Linked DNA regions of Arachis hypogaea: region 1 is linked to region 2. Evidence: chromatin contacts called from public Hi-C data. All regions are on one chromosome and are shown on one strand. The core of a region is the stretch at or near the end of the contact, and the rest is flanking DNA. Distances in the headings are between cores, read along the strand shown. Region 1 holds the start of LOC112741324 (putative protein FAR1-RELATED SEQUENCE 10). Region 2 has its middle 10 kb from the start of LOC140178451.

Evidence for each region. Hi-C and Micro-C count contacts between places; a contact is called where the count stands out from the background.
Region 1: a contact with region 2 is called in a Hi-C map of leaf, with 4 times the contacts expected there. The contact joins the promoter of LOC112741324 here to the enhancer-like site in region 2. A contact is called at or near these places in 2 of 8 Hi-C or Micro-C datasets (leaf and an unstated tissue).

What each region holds. Positions count from the first base shown.
Region 1 is chr14:7,981,206-7,985,959 of arahy.Tifrunner.gnm2.J5K5, reverse strand. LOC112741324 (putative protein FAR1-RELATED SEQUENCE 10) reads left to right here and starts at 2,205. Exons shown (of 4, transcript XM_025790259.3): 1 at 2,205-2,619; 2 at 2,804-3,918; 3 at 3,998-4,441; 4 at 4,540-4,754. The coding sequence starts at 2,899.
Region 2 is chr14:7,930,686-7,936,034 of arahy.Tifrunner.gnm2.J5K5, reverse strand. No RefSeq gene overlaps it. Among protein-coding and RNA genes, the nearest start is that of LOC140178451, 10 kb to the left of the region's middle. Within about 2 kb of position 4,079, at least 3 of the 3 cell types and tissues checked have open chromatin away from gene starts, as enhancers often do.

The DNA.
Region 1 (4,754 bases), core at 956-3,455, 52 kb before region 2:
TTTTCAATCTTCCATAACTCAACATGCACCTTTAAAATCATTGCCATAGAATCCAAACTACTCCTACAACAGACAAAATAAACCTTTATGGTGCAACATAGAATTGCAGCGCCGAGATTAACAAAAGAATCAATCAATACCGATGAAGAATCAGAGAAAGAATTATAAAGAAGCAGTTTTTAGTCGTTTCAGTTGTTTTTTCCTTTTTTTTTTTTCTTAATTTGGGGGCTTTCTTTGTGTGAAGGGATGTGGTAAAAAAAATGAAAAAGAGCTCACCATACTAAATTTATCTGCCAAGAACCGGTCGAAGTCCTCTACCACCACTACCATTGATTTCGGCCTGGTCTATTATAGAAGTAATTTTGAACTCCATAACAAAGATTTTAAAGGTGCAGGTTGGGTTATGGAAGGTTGGAAAAGTGAGTTGAGGTTGAGAGTGGGGGTAGTTTGGAAATTTTATTAAAAAATCAACAAAAAATTAGGATTTGGATACTTTTGTCATACAAAATCCATCTTCCATAGGTATATCGTTAATTTCCTTAGTTTATGGGTACTTTTGTCAGCGTTCGTAAACTTTATGGGTACTTTTAGTAGTTTTTCCTAATCTATAAAACATGGATACTTTGCTGGGTTGTCATGTCTGCGTATTGAATACATTTCGGATACGACATTCGTCTTACACGCGTGTCTTATAAGAATCTAATATTCGTGTGTCTGCATGTATGTCGTGTCGTGTCCCGTGTCCGTATTCATCATAGGTATTAATACTATGTCTATATGTTATAGGAAAAATTTAAAGTGTGTCGGGAACACCAGTATTCCAGTTATTTTAACCGTTGATTTCAATTAATATATATTATATATATTTTTTATAGTTTAGATCAACGGTTAAAACAACTGGAATATCGGTGTTACCAGTACACTTGAAACCCTTCCTACGTTATATTGTGTTGTTATGTTTACATATAACTTTATTCTCAATCCCCATTGCCTCCATAGTCCATTGATGAGGTGCAATTCTTGGTTTAAAGCACTTTCCATATATACTATTTATGAAGTTGTTATCTTTTTTTTTTTCTTCGTTTCATACTGGAATTCCTTTTACTCCACCACATATAATACAGTATAGATGAATGAAAGATAGAGTCTGAGTCTATTTGAACATTTTTAATCAATTTTTAGTACTGAGTGAAGAAGTAAAAACATAGAAATGAGAATTTTGTTTGTGTCTCTCAGATGTCAGATCCCTTTTTATGTGTGTCTTGTGAATTTAAATGCATCACTTTAATTTGCTCTGATTACTATGAGAGTGACAATTTTGTTGGAAGGCCCATTTTTGCCAGTGTTCTTCTTCTGTGTCTAACTGTGCCACTCAATATATATTCAGATCAAAGTATCAAACAATGCAAAACATGAGCTTCATTGATTGAGACTTGAGTGGCTCTAGTCCCCATGACTGATAATATTCCCTCTCTTTCCAAAGATTTGTTATGGAAAGTAATCTTGTAACTTAATTAGTAACTTTTATAATTCTAATCTAACACAATTCAATTATTTTTTAATCTAAATGAAAAGTCAAAGATAGACACTTATTTGAGATGGATCAGAATCATGTTGAAACAATTGCAGTGAAGAAAAAAAAAATGCATAGCTACTTCCAAGAGAGTGGTTGCTGGCTGCTGCTAAAATCATGTATGTATTTGGCAGTGTTAGGATATAGGTCCAAGAGAATCTCTGCATGAGTCATGCCCAATTAAGACATGAATGCATATACATAAAGAGAGAAAGATACAAAGGTGAAGATGAAGAAAAAGAGAGAATCTCTGCATGAGTCTGCTCCTTTTGTCACCATGTATGTATTGTCCAAAAGCCTTGTACCATTTCTCCTTTGGCAATAGGTAATAAGAACAACACTATCCATATTCAACAACATTAGTTCACAATATCAGAAGTGAGAATGTGCATTATTGTTGGGGGAATACTGAATAAGAAAACATATAATGGTAAAACTTTTCATACATTTTCTAGTACAATCATGGGATCACAATCACTTTAATCCAGCCTTTCCAAAAAATGAAAAGCAAACTTCTTTTTTTTCCTTTTGCAAAATTCACATATGAATGCACTTTATTCTACAGCACCTTTTTAGGCCCAGTTGAACAATAGCAAGAGTGTCATTAAAAAGAAAGGGCATAACATCAATTAGGCACAAATCAAGAATAGGAACCTCAGAAAGTTGCATCTAGTATTTCAACTCAGAAATTGACTTCCATAATTGTGCAAAATTCTGTCAAATTAATGAAATTAACCAAACAAGAACAACCTCTCCTCTTGTTTTCTTTTTTTTTGGACTGGATCCTTTTGGTTTTTCAATTGGCCCATAAAAACCCTAGCCCAATATCCAAAGTGGATTTCAATTTAGTTGAGCAAAAAGCGAAAATTGCCACCCCCCCAAAAAAAAAAAATCCCCTTTCCCACCCAAAAATGGTTTCTTTCTTCAATTTTGAGGGAATTCTCGGAACCTGTAATAAAGAACAGAAACAACAGGAGGATCAAGAGACAAATCAGAATTAGAGAAACAAGGAAGGGGTTTAAGTACTCTCTGCTACTTTATCTCTGGTACGATTCTTCAACTCATACCTACTTCCCTCAAACTTTGTAGCTCAAAAAATTCACTCATTTCCGCAATTTTCAATCTTTTGCTTTGAAAATTTCGTGGTATTAAAAAAGTCTCTCTTTTTCTTAAAAATAATTAGGTTGCCCACTTTTTCTTTTTCAATTCTGTCTGTCTTTTTCTTTCTAGGTGTTTGCTTATGCTTGTAAATGCTTACATGGTTCTGGGTCGCTTAAAAGTGTGTAACTTTAAGTGATTTCGACACTCAAATTTGAAGCTGGACAATGACTTCCATACCTTCAAAAAACTTATGGATTAGGAGGCAACAATGCCCTTGTGGGGATTGGAAGTGTTACATTACATATGAGGGTGATTCTGATGAAGGTTCTAGAGCAGAAGAATTGGTAAAGGCAGAAAAAGCTTCATCCGGTGCCATGATCACCCCATATGTTGGAATGGTATTTAAGAGTGATGATGAAGCTTTTGAGTATTATGGCAATTTTGCTAGAAAGAATGGGTTTTCTGTTAGGAAGGAAAGGTCTAGGGTTAGCCCCCAGTTGGGGATTTACAAGCGTGACTTTGTTTGTTACCGTTCTGGATTCGCCCCGGTGAAGAGGAAGCCCAATGGAGAACACCATAGAGATAGGAAATCGGTTAGGTGTGGATGCGATGCGAAAATGTATCTGTCTAAGGAGGTGGTTGAAGGTGTTTCCCAGTGGTTTGTTGTGCAATTCAGCAATATCCACAATCATGAGCTATTGGAAGATGACCAAGTGCGCCTTCTTCCGGCTTATCGAAAGATTCACGAGGCCGATCAAGAGCGCATACTATTGCTTTCTAAAGCAGGGTTTCCGATACATCGGATAGTGAAGATGTTAGAGCTGGAAAAGGGGATTCAAGGTGGGCAATTGCCCTATTTGGAGAGGGATGTGAGGAACTTTGTTCAAAACCGTAAGAAGGTTGTTCAAGAGAACGAGGCATTGCTCAGTGAGAAGAGAGAAAACGATCTATCAGAACTTCTTGAGGCATGCAAAGCCATGAAAGAAGTTGATGTTGACTTTGTTTATGATTTTACAGTGGATGAGAATGATAAAGTTGAAAATGTAGCTTGGTCATATGGTGACTCTGTTAATGCAAATGCTATGTTTGGGGATGTAGTTTATTTCGACACGACATATCGATCAATCACTTATGGATTGCTCTTTGGAGTGTGGTTTGGTATTGATAGCTGTGGCAGAACCATCTTTTTCGGTTCTGTTTTGTTGCAGGATGAAACTCCTCAGTCCTTCTCATGGGCATTGCAGGTTTACTACTAGCATACTCTCTAAGATTTTACTTCTGCCTTTATAATTATCCTCTTATGATGATTATCCCTCGATACAGACTTTTGTCCGATTCATGAACGGAAGATGTCCACAAACAATTCTAACTGATCTTGACCCCGGGCTTAAAGATGCCATTAGAAGCGAATATCCAGGAACTAAACATGTCATTCCACCATGGAATATTCTATACAAGGTACCAAGTTGGTTTTCTCTTCATGTTGGGCCACGCTATGCAGAATTTAAATCCATGTTTGATGCATTAATTCAAATTGAGAATACCGAGGAGTTTGAACTACAGTGGAGAGACATGATTTCTGTGTTTGGATTTGGTTCAGATAAACACATTGGTTTACTGTATTCTGTTCGAGCATCCTGGGCACAATCCTATGTGAGAGGTTACTTTCTAGCTCGAATGTCTACAATAGCTTACTCAAAATCAATAGATGCTTTTCTGAAAGGGATCTTCGCCGCACAAACATGTTTGCGTAGCTTTTTCGAGCAGGTATGTATACTAGTAAGAAGTAATTTGCCTCCTACGCTCGCACTAGCATTGTTTACTATACCAGTGATATAATTATTCACTGTTTCAAATTGTTGCAGATTGGCATTTCTGCGAACATCCAACATCAAGCGCATCAGGAGACTCACTATATGCATCTGAAAACTTGCATACCTGTTGAAGAGCATGCACGGAGTATCCTCACGCCTTTTGCTTTTAATGCTTTGCAGCAAGAGTTATTGCTGGCCATGCAATATGCTGCATCTGAGATGGCCAATGGATCGTATATTGTGCGGCATTTCAAAAGTATGGATGG
Region 2 (5,349 bases), core at 2,830-5,329:
TGACTTAAAAGTTTTGATAATATTATATGTAATATTAATAGATGAATGAAAGTTAGTGTTTTTTTTTTAAGTAATGTGCCCTGTTTTGATAGAGTAGTTATCATAAAAAAAATAATTTAAAATAATTTAAATTCATAATAGCATAATATATAATTACTGGAACTGATAAACATGATTAAGTAGCAAACATTAAAAGAACAAAACAAGTACAATACAAAAGAAATTAAGTCTGGCAATATTATACAAAGTTTGGACAAGCAAATAATTAAAAATATGGAACAAAATAATTGTCATTCACAAAACAACAATGACCTATTGTCCTAAACACCTTGATGGATTAATTAGTATTGTATTGAACATCAAGTATTCTTTTTTCTTAGTATTTTGAAATTGGGTGTTGGAACAAACTTCAGAAAATTGGCCAATCTTAAAAATGTTGCTGCACTGGCTCCTTGCATTAGATCCACACTAATGGATTGAGGTAATGGTGAGCTCTTCTTTTTGGTGGACAACTTCTCTGGCCTTGATAGTGCTGGTGTAATTGCTCCTGCTATGTCCTACAACAGAAAAAAAATTAATCTTAAATGAGTCTACTGCTGTCAATTTTTGATGGAGTTATATTGTAACAAAAAGAAGTGCATTACCTGTAATCCTTCATGATTTGGTTGAAATAGCTCAATCTCTACAGCAAGAGGTACATCCATTGGTGGTGGAAGATCTTGATTATCCCAACATCAGCAGTATTATCAACATGAGCAGGAGGATTATCAACAGGTGCAGCAACAGTAGTAGGTTGAGAGGCAACTCCAAAAGCAGAAGCAGTGATATTGGATTTGGCTTTAGCTATAGTAGTCTTTGCAATTGCAACAGTAACAACTACTTCATCTATTCTCTTCTTTGAGCATCTTCTCTTAGTATGCCCTTTTACTCCATAATATTTACATATGAATGTCTTTAAATGTCTTTTCAAACTTTCACTTGGTTTGACTTTCTTGTTACCACCATTGCCTTCATCATCAGCATCCTTTCTTTTTTTTTATTTGTTAGAGCTCCTAGCCTCCTAATATTAGGGACTTATGGCTGACTGTACACAGATTTCTCCTATAATGATTGGCCAGGAAGAGAGTTAATGTGATGGGCATAAGTCTTGTTATATGAATCCATAGTTATCAGATTATGACAAAAGTCTTCCGGTCTCTTGTTCACCCTTGCAAGGGCAGCATAAACATGAACACAGAGAATACCTATATTTAGTTACACAAATGCTAAGTGAGATCATCATCAAATTAATTAATACACAAATTTTAAAAGGTAAGTAACAATAAGCTTTAAAAGTCACCAGTTAACATCTAGAATTGGCAAGTGTATACTCTTTTTCTAAGATCCACCACCATCTTTGTTAGAGGACCATGTACCTCAAATTTTTCATAGTTTTCATCATCATTCTGGATAAGGACCCAATTCTTTAATTGTTTTCTGACTTTCTCTAAGCAACTTTAAATTATAAGGGAAATTTGCTAACATGATTGGCCAACTTTACCTTATTCTTTGCGGTAGATCTCATGACAAACATTCTCACCTCTTTAAGTAATGTGATGATGGGTTTGCTTCTTGCCTCTTTGATTTTTGTGTTGAAAATCTCATAGGTGTTGTTACAAATGTTATCCAGCTTTGGCTTATGGCTGAATTGTGACTTTGTCCATGACTTTCCAGGCCATGTGTTGAGATAATCCCAAGCCTCCTCATTCACCCTCTTAATCTTGTTCAAATTGTCAATGAAATCAAGGAATGTTGTTGATATGGCACATCTTTAAAGAAGTCCTCTCAACTCAAGGTCTTTTTATTGTTTATATTTTTTCACAGATGCCACACACAAAAATAGTGATGAATTTTTGGCATTAGTAGGGTTTGAAATAGGTCAGAGTTGGTTTCAGGAGGGTTCAGGATAGGATTCGGGATAGGACTTAGGTTGGCATTTGTATCAACATGGCTTGGGTTGGGGAATGAAACAGATTCTGGATTCGGTTCTGTAATTGGGTTGGAGGTATTAGCATCAGATTTAGGACCCTTACTTGTGTTCTTCTTACTCACCAAGTCTCCCTCACTAGATATTCTTCTCCATCATCAAGACATATCACAACTTCCTTCCCTACTAGTAATTTTGGTGTGGACACTCCATGCTCAAAATACACATCAATAACTCCATCATTCCTCTATTCATGAAAGCACATCTTTCTTAACTCATCATCACTTGTAAGAGCTCTCAGTCCACCTTCTAAACTCCTTTCCAAAGGTAGCCACCAACACTGAACTACCTTATCATACCCAAACTCCTTGTAATAGTTTTTTACGAAGAAGACATCTAATAATGTATCCTCATCTAAATCTCCTAAGCAAGTTCTATTGTCCAGTGAGTACATTAGTATTCCATCATTATTCTTTTTAAATGTTCCCCCATGATGGAACATAATATCTATCAAAGTCTCTATCTGCATTATAAGAAAAAATAAATTGAAGAATCAAACAAACATATTCACACATATAACAACAAATTATGACACTCAACCACAAATAAAAAATCCAGAAACATCCATCAACCAACCCAAATAAGATTACATTAAAAAACAGAGCATGAAAAAAATTCCTTTACTGTCCACAAAAATCTTAGCAGATAACGAACAACTTTAAATTTTCATCAACCTACATGAAATTCTGACCAGACAGACACAATGATGCATAATTTTAACTTGAAAAGCATTATTTTTTTTCCAATACAACCTTACTTTTGTGTGTTCGTGAAGAAATCTTTCTTCTTCCGTCAACGACAACGATCACACACGAATATCAGAGTATGAGCGAACTCTACGAAGTCGAATGGTTTTACCTTTCAAACCCTAGATAGTAGCCAGGACTGAGAATTTCATAGCGCGGAGTGTTGGTATTCGAAAGAAGAAAAAGAAGATGATGATGATGAAGTGATCACAAACGTTGGGGTTATTTATTATTAGTTCTCCAAAATTTGTCAAACAACGTCATTCCACGAAGGTTTTATTTTAGCGCCAAAAGTAAAACGATAGCATGGCACTCATTTGCCATCTCAGTGCTATATCACTATCGACGGCAGGTAAACTGGTCAGAGATGTGGTGAAGGACCAATTTGATGTATTTTTAACAAATTCAAAGACATAAACAGCGTAATTAATAAGTCAGAAATTAAAACGGTATAATTCGTGAATCTCAGAAACCACTTTAGAATTTAACTCTTCTTTTACATCATTTTTGTAATCATATAAATGATTGGAGAGTTGCGTGTATAAGTATTGAGGTACGGTGACCCTTCATGCCATACAGATATATCAATGACATGTGATAGATTGCTTCCTAAATAAGATAGCTTTTTTTTTATTATTTTAATTAAGTTCATGGTACAAATAAAAATAAAATTTTCAAATCTTGGATTGGCCATTAAACCGGAAAATATTTTAGTTCACAACATCACAATTGCTGACAAAAATTCGTGATTGAAATAGTATATTAGAATATTTTTGTCCTGTTTTTGTTTTACAATAGAAGTTAATTATATGTTTTGTTTTTCTGTCAATTGTTGAATAAATTGACCAATTTCTGCTCAATTACGCATTGCATGATAAGAAGGCGCTGTTTTCTCTTTTTTATTTTCTGTCTGAATATGAAAAAAATTGTTTTTATTTGTACAAAAACGGAGTTACAAAGCCCAAAAGATTACATCAACGACACATACGGGAAGTAAAGGAACCCTCTCTCATCATAAAAAAAATTATTGTTTTTGCTCAATTATTCATTGTATGATAAGAAAGTATTTTCTACTATTAAATACTGGAACTCTTGGCCTATAAGTCTCGGTCAATGTTTTCTTTGTTTGGGCCTTGGCCCCTTTGTAAACCCAAAAAAAATATTTTCTCTTTTTTTGGTCTGAATATAAAAAATTATTGCGGTTTTTCTTTTTGGTCATAGATTGCGTTTTTCTATCTCTCATAGAATACAAAGGGTGTGTTTTTGGTGACTAAATACGAAAGAAGTTTTTATTTTCACTTTTAGTTTGGACTGATGGCCCATATATAAGTGAGAGCAGTAGAAAATATATCGTATGCTTTCAAAAAGTAATGTGGGCCTTGGGTACCTGTTTTTGAAAGTGGATCCATCATTGCAACCTTGATCAAAACTGAGAAAAATATGGATCCGTTTGTTGACATTACTTGAACTTCATGATCAAAACAAAAATACAGTGCATCCACATAAAACAAAACAAAAAAACACTAAAGACACACCCTAAATTGTTAGGGACACATTTTCTATGTCAACGGACAAAAATAATCCTAATCTTTTATAATTATGCATAATTGATTTAAAGAAAATAATACTTTTATTCATCAAATATAAAAGATATGCTCCTCATCATATCATATAGAATGTATAGTAGTAAACATTACTTTATACGTAGTTAAATCATTAACGACAAATATAATAAGTTTCATGCTCATTGTTGTTATAGTTGTTAAAAGAGCGAAATGTTTGTATGATGCACAGATATGCTAAATTTAATAAAAATTAGGTAATATTAAGTTATTGTTAGAATAATTAATTAAATATAAATTTTTTATTTTAAGTGAGATCGTAAGAATAAAATGATCTAATTTTACTTTTAAAAAAATTGTAAAAACATATAAATTAAGATTAAGATTATCGTTTAATTACAATAAATACAGGATAGGAAAATTATAAACTAAAATGAATAAGTATCCAAAAATAATTTTTACAAAAAAGTAACAAATTTATAGAAGAATATAAATATCTAAAATTACATATTAAATAAATTTTAAAATTATATATAATCAACTAAATTGTCAATAAACAACATTTATGATTGTACCTTTTGCCTTGAATGAATTATTCTAAACTAATACCCTTAATCTTAATTTTGATTTTAACTTTTGAAAGAGTAATATAAAATTGTCTGTATGTAAAAACATGCTTCGACAAGTATAGACCCATATGTTTGACCTTATAATTTATTAATAGTCATCGTCTCATAGATAATAACACACATCAGAGAGGAAGAGCCATTTCCTACGATTAAGATCATCTAACATTGCAATGGCAGTGTCACCAACTTTATATGCTACATAATACCACAAAAGTCATGTAAAATTATAAATATACATTAATAGAGCAACAGTCAAAATAATAATAATAATAATAATAATAATAATAATAATAATAATAATAAAAGAAATACAATTATGGACTTTCAAAAGAGCACAGAATATTATATATTACATAAGCAAGTTTTTTTGAAAATTTCATAGCTCA